Regions from separate parts of the Anas platyrhynchos genome. Here region 1 is linked to region 2. A link is a contact called in public Hi-C data. All regions are on one chromosome and are shown on one strand. Each heading gives the region's core, a stretch centred on a gene start, on an enhancer-like site or on the middle of the called end of the contact. The rest is flanking DNA. Distances are from core to core; before and after follow the strand shown. Region 1 holds the start of COTL1 (coactosin like F-actin binding protein 1). Region 2 holds the start of ZDHHC7 (zDHHC palmitoyltransferase 7).

Region 1 (4,595 bases), core at 1,109-3,608, 220 kb before region 2:
ACACAGTGGAGATGTTATCCCAGCCACAGAAAGAGACAGAGAACAGGGCACTGATGCTGAAGCTGTTGACCTCCTGGAAAAACTACTAACCCTCAAGATAATGTGGGCAGGAACTTCAGAAGTGCTGGTACCCAGGTTTCCCAGCGTGCTGGGTAATTGTTGTTTGCCTCAGGTTGCACATGGAGAAGAGATGGGTGGGAAGGAGTTTTTGGGGTACAGGTATCAGCACTTCTGACATCACCTCTAGGAGGATTACTTTCAGTTTTGAGGTCCCAAGAGCAGCTAGAATTGAGTAGCTGTCTTAATCCTGGCAAATGTCAATTTAACCCACTTTTAACCCAAATTAACCCACTGCAAATGTCAGAGCAGAGCAGCCTCAGCCCTTTTGATTTAGCGACTCCTTTCCAAAGACTACAACGTATTTCTCTCCTGTGATATTTATTGACTGCTCAGCCCAGCCCTGCCCTCATTAAGTTACTGGAAGTCCTCCTCTACACTTCGTAAAATAGAGCTGAACCCTAGCACTGGAAAGACCAACTGGGACAGGCACCAGCATCTCCACGGATGTGGGGCTCTGACTGCAGCGCCTCCGGGGCTCACCACACCTTGAGAAGGGAGAATTGCTCAACACACAGTTCCTTTACAGTGCAGACACATCACTCAAGAATTACAGATTAACCATAACACTTGGCTGTAGAATAGCTGGATGAGGGAGGCAGGCTTTGTCAGTTATAGGGCAGTACGAGTTACAAACGCTTTATACCTCATATCACTTTGCGATATCGTTAAGCAGCCGCCAAGACGGGGAGAACCACACAACCCCCCCCCAGAAGTTATTCTGCGAGAAATCAAAGCGCGCTTTTGTGTAAGACACATCAAAAGTCAAGATCGGATGATGTTAAATATTTGCCCGCTTATTTTCGTTCTCCCCAGGCTTTGTTTCTGCTGTTAATCAGCCACATCCGACAGTTAAACAATCAGCTGCCACGTTTAAGGCGAGGGCTGCAACTGGTGCGGTTGTGCAATGCACGGCGGCGATTGTTCCTGGGCTGTATTGTTCCAGCCAGCCTCTGCCTACCGGCTCTCACGTTTCACGTTCTTAAAAAATCTGAGCAACCTTCTGTCCGCGGTTACTTGAGCACGAGGAGCAGGGTTTACAGAAGGATTTTATTGCGGAATATTCTGTGCGGCTGCGTTTTTCCAGCCCCCGAAACGGAGCGTTTCGCTGCTCTCCAGTGAGAGGCTGTGCCTTCGAACTGCAGTGCCGAACAATGGGAGCCTTGCTAAGCCAGCCTCGGCTCTTGTTTATAGCTGGGAAGGAACGGCAAATTGTGGAAAGGGGGGAAAAAAAAAGCCTGGAGGACCTTAGGGCTAGGGGTGAGACAAAGGACTGCAAGGACTTGAGCAAGTTGCTCTCTGTGACAGCAGAAGACCCAGCCATGCAGGACAGGGCACGGGGCAGCAGCGGTGGCACAAATTGCAGTTTTCTCCCCCAAGTTTTCTCCTATCTTTTCCCCCTTTGCCCTGGGCAGCGAGGAATGCCACTCGTGTCAAAGGCAGCGAGAGGGAGCTTACCTGTGCACTTCCTTTTGAAGGTTTCATAGTCTACCCCTTGGTCTCCGGGGACGATCGTGGAGCCGTTGTACTTAAATGTCACCCTTTGGGAGAGGGGAAAGAGAAGGGGGGAAGGAGATATTTAAAAGTCAGGTTTTGGGGATAGGGAAAAGAGAAAGGGGGGATGGAGATATTTAGGAGAAGATGGGAAGGAGATGTTTAAAGTCAGCCTTTGGGGATGGGGAAAGGAGAAGAGGGAAGGAGATATTTAGGAGAAGGGGGAAGGAGATATTCAGAAGTCAGCCTTTGGAGATGGGCAAGGAGAAGAAATTTAAAGGCTGCCTCTATTATATTCCAAGGAAAAACCCTTTGGAAAAGGGAAGGGGAGGACGGGGTGGCCCGGGGGCAGGGGACGAGGAGCGGGGCAGCAGCGGGGCACCGCTGCCTTTGCGGGAGAGCCAGGGGGTGCCCGCGGCTGGGCCACCTACCAGTTCACCTCGGTGGCATCGTCCCGGACGAGGTTGTACGCCTCCCTGCACGCCTCCTTGTCGATTTTGGTGGCCATGGGGACGTCTTGGAAAAGGGGGAGGGAAGGGGGGGGTTGAGGGAAAGGGGGGTGGCGGGCGGGGAGGCGAGGAGCTTGGGGCCCTCCGCCGCCGCCTCTTGCTGCTGCAGCACCGCGCAGCCCCGCAGCGCTCCGCGCAGCGCCCGGTCCCGATCCCGGTCCTAAACCCGGTCCTAACCCCGGTCCCGGCCCCGGTTGCTGCTGCTGCTGCTGCTGCCGCCCCCGGCCCGCCCCCGCCCCGCCGCCGCCTGCCAATGGCTCGGCGGCCTCAGCCCGGCCTGCCCCCGCCAGCCCCGCCCGGGCTGCCCGGAGATTGGGGGGGGGACAGGGGGAAAAAGGGGGGTTTAGGGGGATGTGGGGGGTATGGGAGGAGGGTTTAGGGAGATGTGGAGGGGTATGGGGGGAGTGGGAAGTCGTGGGGGGGTATTGGGGGGGTGTGAGGGGGGCGTGGAGGGGGTGTGGGGGGTGTATGTGAGGGTATTGGGGGTGGGAGGGGGGCGTGGAGGGGATGTAGGGGGTGTAAGGGGGGGATGAGGGGATGTGGGAGGTCGTGGGGGGGTATGGGGGTGTGAGAGGGGCGTTTGGGGGGATGTGGAGGGGTGTGGGGGGCTGTGGGGGGGTGGGAGGTGTGTATGGGGATGTGAGGGGGTGTGTGGGTGTACAGGGGTGTGTGTGGGGTGATGGGGGGGCTCTGAGGGGGGTTATGGGGGTATAGGGGTGTGTTTTGGGGGGCTGAGCGCCTGCGTTGGGCTCGCCGCGGTGATGCGCGGTCCGGCCGCCGCTATTTTGGGGGCCGCCGTGCTTGGCCAGCCCCCGGCGGCAGGAGGAGGAGGAGGAGGAGAAGGAGGAAGAGGAGGGAGGAAGGAGAAGCTCGGTGCGGGATGAAGCCGGCGGGGGGCCAGTGGCGGCCCCGGGCACAGCGCGCTGCGGTGCCGCAGGCGGCCGGGGGCTGCCGGGGGCTGCCCGGGGGTCGGGGCCAGCAGGAGCCGGGCTGCTGGAGGCGGGGGGCATCGGCCGGGAGCCGGGGGCAGCTCCGTGTCTGTCTGTGTGTCTGTGCGGCCGGGTCCCTTTCGGATGGAGCGATCTCCCCCTGCCGGGCTCCGCTCCCAGCGCTGGGGACTTAAAAAAAGAATAAATGCACCCAGGCGGCGTCAGCCCGCTGCTGGGGGATGCTGAGCTCGAGGCAAAATGATGAGCTTTGTCTGCTAAGCCTGCGCCCACAGAAGCAGAGATGGGTCCTTGGCTTAGCAGAACGCAGCTTCACAGAGATGTCACCAGATTTTGTCGTGCCCACAGATTGGATTTACAAAACAAGTACCAGGGTACACCTTAGCAGGCTTCTACCAAAACCTGGCAGGCTGGATTTTTGCGATGTTAATAAAAAAATGCATCCCGTGGTTAAAAAAATATTGCTTTTATTTCAAAGTTTGCAATGCGATGTTATTTCACAGGAAGATGTTGAATGTATGGTTTGTACATGTAAAGTTTGTAGAGTTAGGAAACCTCATTACCACAGTTACTCCGTGCTTCCAGAGACCTTGGGGAACAAGATCACCGGTGTGTGTGTTAACTGTAAGATCCATCATTTACTGCCGCACAGCACGAAGCCCTAATCCTATGGATTGTGTAAGAAGCAGGCAGCCTCTTCCAGAGTCCCGAATGACGTAAGGCTTGCTGTAGCATCAGGGCCCGGAACAGGAGCTTATTGCTGCAGTGCCTCCCTGTGATCGAGATGAGGTCACAGGAACAGAGAAATATTCCTGAAGTCAGTACAAGTGTAGGACACAGCATCTGCGTGCATCACACAGTACCTTTGCAGACTGTAGACTCTAGATGATATTATAATCACACATTAATAGGTCTGAATTTCTATTGATTTTCTTTTGGAACTGTTTTTAGGAACACTCTTTCTTTTTTAAAAGCCTTAATGCTGACCATTATCTGCCTTTTTTTTTTTTTCATAGTCTGCATTTATCATCCTTTGGCACTACCTCACTGCTATTTATACCTGTAACAACTGCTGGTTGTCCTTGTCTCTTCTAACTCGTTCCTCAGCTCCTGATGTTTCCTAGGGGAGAGGTGGGTGACTGAAATGTCATTTCCCTTAGAAGGAGAAAAGCTCAACCTCTTTCAGGCCTCTGTGACCCAGTAGCCGCAATGTTCAAATTGCATTCATTAGGAACTTTGTGGTTCATGCTTTTAAGCGACATATTCAACCCCCAGAAACACATGCCTTCCTTGTGGGACCAAACCTCTTCTCTTTGCTTTTATGTCTCTGACACATTGTCATTGACTTAAAAGAAGCACATGGACTCCCTCAAGAAAATGCCTCCAGCTAGCATGAACTGCTGGATAGGTGCACTGATGTTCAGCTGAGCAAACAGGATGGCTTTGCTCAGCTGTGGTGCCCTGGGAGGTCTGATGTTCTCCTGTTCATTCAGGAAGAGGCAGCTATGAATTTACAGATCACAGTCCG
Region 2 (4,143 bases), core at 1,133-3,632:
TGTGGCTCATTTCAGGCCCTGCTCAGTGACTTATCTGGCAAACAACCTCCCGGCAAACAAATAAAACTACTCCAATAACTACATTGACCATTAACTGTACTGAAAAGCCTTTAGGTCAGCCCCAGCAACAGCCTAGCTCTGCAGCAGGAAGCTCTGCAGCAGGGAACTCTGTCTGCTCGGTACTACGACTTCAAGGTTAAGCTTTCTCAGCAACCATGAAATGTGCAAGAACTGCTTTGAGCAGCTGGCACTCAGCAGGACCAGTCCAGCAACTACAATCCAAATAAATCCATCAACTACAACCCCGATTCTGTCCCGTGGCCTCGGTGACACGGCTCATCACCTCTCTAAAAACCTTCTTGCTTTTGCTCTAACATATTTTGTACTGTATTTATCTTGGGAATTCCTCGTTTATACCTTTTAGCCCTTCCTTTTATTGAACTCCACCTGCTCTGCTGCAGGCACACTGACAATTTGCAGTGGAAACACATCAACATGATGCTGTCTGCATGCACACATCCAAGGATGAATTCAAGAGATGATCTTCAGTAAATTACATATTTAACAGGCAAGTTTAAAACTATTGTAATGGTTCTCCTTATGCCAGTCTCTACAGCAAGTCAAAAGCCACAGAAAACACTGGAAGAGTTTCTTTTCAGCTCTGAAAAGGGGATGTGCTACATGACCTCAGAGAAAAGGAATACAGTAACTCAGCATTAAGTATGGATGTCTTACAGGCAAGCTGCTCATCTAATTGCTCGTGTCTTTATGCTGCTAGCATCTTTATAAACATCCACAAAAAAACAGGAACTGGCACCCTGGGTAAAACAAAAATGAAAAATACAAAATGAAAGAAAAAACTCTGCAGGCCTTCAGAACACTATAAAATGTACTAAAGCGTTTTGCTTGTCAGCAACAAACCTGATAAATCTGCAGTACCAATTCACTTTTCCATATTCAGCAAAATACCAAACAGCTTCTAAGATGCTAGGTATCTTTTTTTTTCCTCCATAAATATGGAAATCAGAGGGAACCCATTTCATGAGACTTCAGAGCCCATGAAAGATGCACACGATCCGATACATGATGAGCTCACTGGGTTTCAACAGCAAGGAGAGAACACTTCTGGATTAGCAAACAACCTTTACTCAAGAAAGGACACAAGCACGATATGTGGGAGCTACGGCTGGGCTTTACATCTTACCTCTTCTGGAACAGGGCCACAGGCTCAAGTTCAGATTAGACTCCAGAAAGCTTAAACAAATATCACATCGCTATGTGGCAACTGGAAGTTTTACACCTTTGCCAATGGCAACTGCCTCACGCTCTGTAGAGTTGTCTGTTTTTTCTTTTTTCTTACTGTGGTTTTTACACTGATAAATTTATTCCCTATCCTCACATTCACTTGAGGATGAGCCTGGGTATCTCATTCAGTGAGTGCACTGCAGTATCCGGGTGGCAGTACCAGGCACTGCCACTTATCGTATCCATATCCACATACAGTTTCTCCTTCAAGGTTACAGAAAGTAACATCACAGATCAAAGCTAAAATATTTGCACTGGCGATTTTCAACATCGATTAAGAGAGTGCTAAAGCCTTTATTTTCAACAGTTCCTCACAGCAATTAAAAAATAAACTCTCACATTTCCTTTCCATTCTTCATTTTCAACCTTCCTACTGCTGCAGTATGCTACCAATTCGCTTCCCTATGCTTTCAGAAAAGGCATAAACAGGGAATTTATCAGAAAAGTACGGTACAAAATGTAGTAAGTTAGAGCAAAAGCAAGAGAAGTTTAAAGGCAGATAAGAAGCGTTATCTTTTTTTTTTGGACACCACGAGCTTTCAGTCATTAAAATCTGCCCTAAAAGCCTCAAGTTCTCATTTAATTTACTAAATAACCATCGGAGCTCTGCTTTATCGGCACATTTTCGAAGCAGGAGAGAGTCAGCTCCCAAAGACCTCCTCTAACCCCGTTATGGTGAGCAGCCACCGTGCCCCCAACCCCATCACATCCCCGGCGAGGCTCTCAGCCACATCCCCGTGCCCACGACCCAGCGGTGCGAGCCCCGCACGGCCCCCCCGGTGCCTCCCAGGCCCCCCCTCAGGGCCCGGTTCCCCCCCTCGCAGCGCTGCGGGGCTCGACCCCCTCCTCCCCACAGGGCTCGACCCTTCTCCTTTCCAGCACTGACCTTCCCGGCTCCTCACCGACCTTCCCGGCTCCTCCTTCAGCGGCCTCCTGGGGCCGAGCCCCGCCGCTGCTGCAGGGCCGGGCCGGGCAGGGCCGGGGCCGCCGCCGTGCCCGGGGCCGGGGCCGGGCGCTCGGCGGAGCCGACGACTCCCGGAAGCGGCCGGGGCGGCGCCGGCGGGAGGCGGAAGCGCGGAGCCCCCCCTCCCGGCCTGAGCTGCGCATGCGTTGGTTCGCGGAGGGTGCGTGCGCATGCGCGCGATGGCGGCGGGGTGGATTTGATGCGCGTGTGGGCGGGGCTTCGCCTCAGCGTGTGGGGAGGAGGGGCTCTGAGAGTGGGGTATTATTAGGCGCTTTGCAATGCGGGGGTCCAGATTCTTAGCGTTTTACGCCGCAAATGTTCAATAAAATCATCGTTTTGGGTTAAAAGTGTGTTTACAGCTTCTAAAGTGATATCACTGTGTGGCATTACAGTCCCACAGCATCACATCTACCTGTCCCGTAGCACCACGTCTACCTGCCCCTGTGATAACTGGCTGCAGATCCCAGGGGTTTTACCTCAGGATGGCCACCAAGGGTTATTTTCGTGATGTCCCATGCTCGGTGTTGCAGTGGTGTTTCTTCGTGACTCTTATTTAGTTTTCTCCATTAACACCAGTGACAGGACCCACAGGAACGGGGTTAAGCGGAGGCAGGGGAAATTTAGGCTTGACATCAGGAGGGGGTTCTTCACAGAGAGGGTGGTTGCACACTGGAACAGGCTCCCCAGGGAAGTGGTCACTGCACCGAGCCTATCTTGAATTTAAGAAGAGATTGGACTGTGCACTTAGTCACATGGTCTGAACTTTTGGGTAGACCTGTGCGGTGTCAAGAGTTGGACTTGATGATCCTTAAGGGTCCCTTCCAACTCCGGATATTCGATGATTCGATCATTCGATGAAGTCTTGTTTCTTCATGGCTCTGTAGCTCAAGGAATTTCAGGAGAAGGATTTGAGGCACCTAAGTTAGCAGCTTGGTGTTTTACCCTGCAAATGTTCAATAAAATCATCATTTTGTGTTAAAAATGCGTTCACAGCTTCTAAAGCGATACCTCTGTGTGGCATTACAGTCCCACAGCACCACATCTACCTGTCCCGCAGCACCACATCTACCTGCCCCTTTGAAAACTGGCTGCAGATCCCAGGGGTTTTACCTCAGGATGGCCACCAAGGGCTTTCTTTTGTGATGTCCTACACTCAGTGTCATGGTGCTACTTTGTGGCTCCTCTTTAGTTCAGGGAGTCTTGTTTCTTTTTGTCTCTTTAGTTCAGGGAGTCTCAAGAGAAGGATTTCAGGCACCTAAGTTAGCAGCTTTTTCAGTTCCCGTTTACTAAATTTTGTGAACCAATTTGGTTTAGGCTCAACATCTGTAGTTAAATTAGGTGAAACGTTTCATGTCGAAATACATGACTATCATTCAGTATTTTCCACAGCATATTAGGAAAAGTAGATACCCAGTAGCCTTGAAAATGAGATGTAAAATAGCAATCTTGGCAGTGTGTGAGCTGAAGATGCATTTTAAAACACAGTAAAAAAAATGCTGAAGGATGACATTATCACAGCTCGGGTACACTTTTCCAGCCTCGCTTTTTTCTTCTTGTAGCATGAACACCATCTAGTGGGACATCGGCAGCAAGTGCATAACGAGTTCTGCATGCTGATAAGTGCAATAAAATACAGCTGTTTTTTTTTTTGTTTGTTTTTTGTTTTTTTTTTCCTTTTTTCTTTTTCTTTTTCTTCTGTTTCTGTCCTGAACCATTGGATTTCAGGAGAACTTGCTTTTGTGTGTAGTCTTCTATTTCCCAACAGCTGGGCTTCAGCTGGAAGACATTACTCTATTGCCAAACTCTGCTATTGAAATTACAGTATGCAAACATGTATGCACATAAAATCATAGGAGTTGACCTTTTCCTAAAAC

The links. Hi-C and Micro-C count contacts between places; a contact is called where the count stands out from the background.
Region 1: a contact with region 2 is called in a Hi-C map of F1 follicle, with 2.9 times the contacts expected there. The contact joins the promoter of COTL1 here to the promoter of ZDHHC7 in region 2. A contact is called at or near these places in 2 of 8 Hi-C or Micro-C datasets (F1 follicle and subcutaneous adipose tissue).

The regions. Positions count from the first base shown.
Region 1 is chr12:3,576,030-3,580,624 of IASCAAS_PekinDuck_T2T, reverse strand. It overlaps COTL1 (coactosin like F-actin binding protein 1), which reads right to left and starts at 2,358. Exons shown (of 4, transcript XM_027466911.3): 1 at 2,043-2,358; 2 at 1,576-1,658. The coding sequence starts at 2,119. It overlaps LOC140003530 (a long non-coding RNA gene), which reads right to left. Exons shown (of 2, transcript XR_011812355.1): 1 at 4,128-4,595; 2 at 3,494-3,840.
Region 2 is chr12:3,354,165-3,358,307 of IASCAAS_PekinDuck_T2T, reverse strand. It overlaps ZDHHC7 (zDHHC palmitoyltransferase 7), which reads right to left and starts at 2,382. Exons shown (of 8, transcript XM_027466851.3): 1 at 2,192-2,382.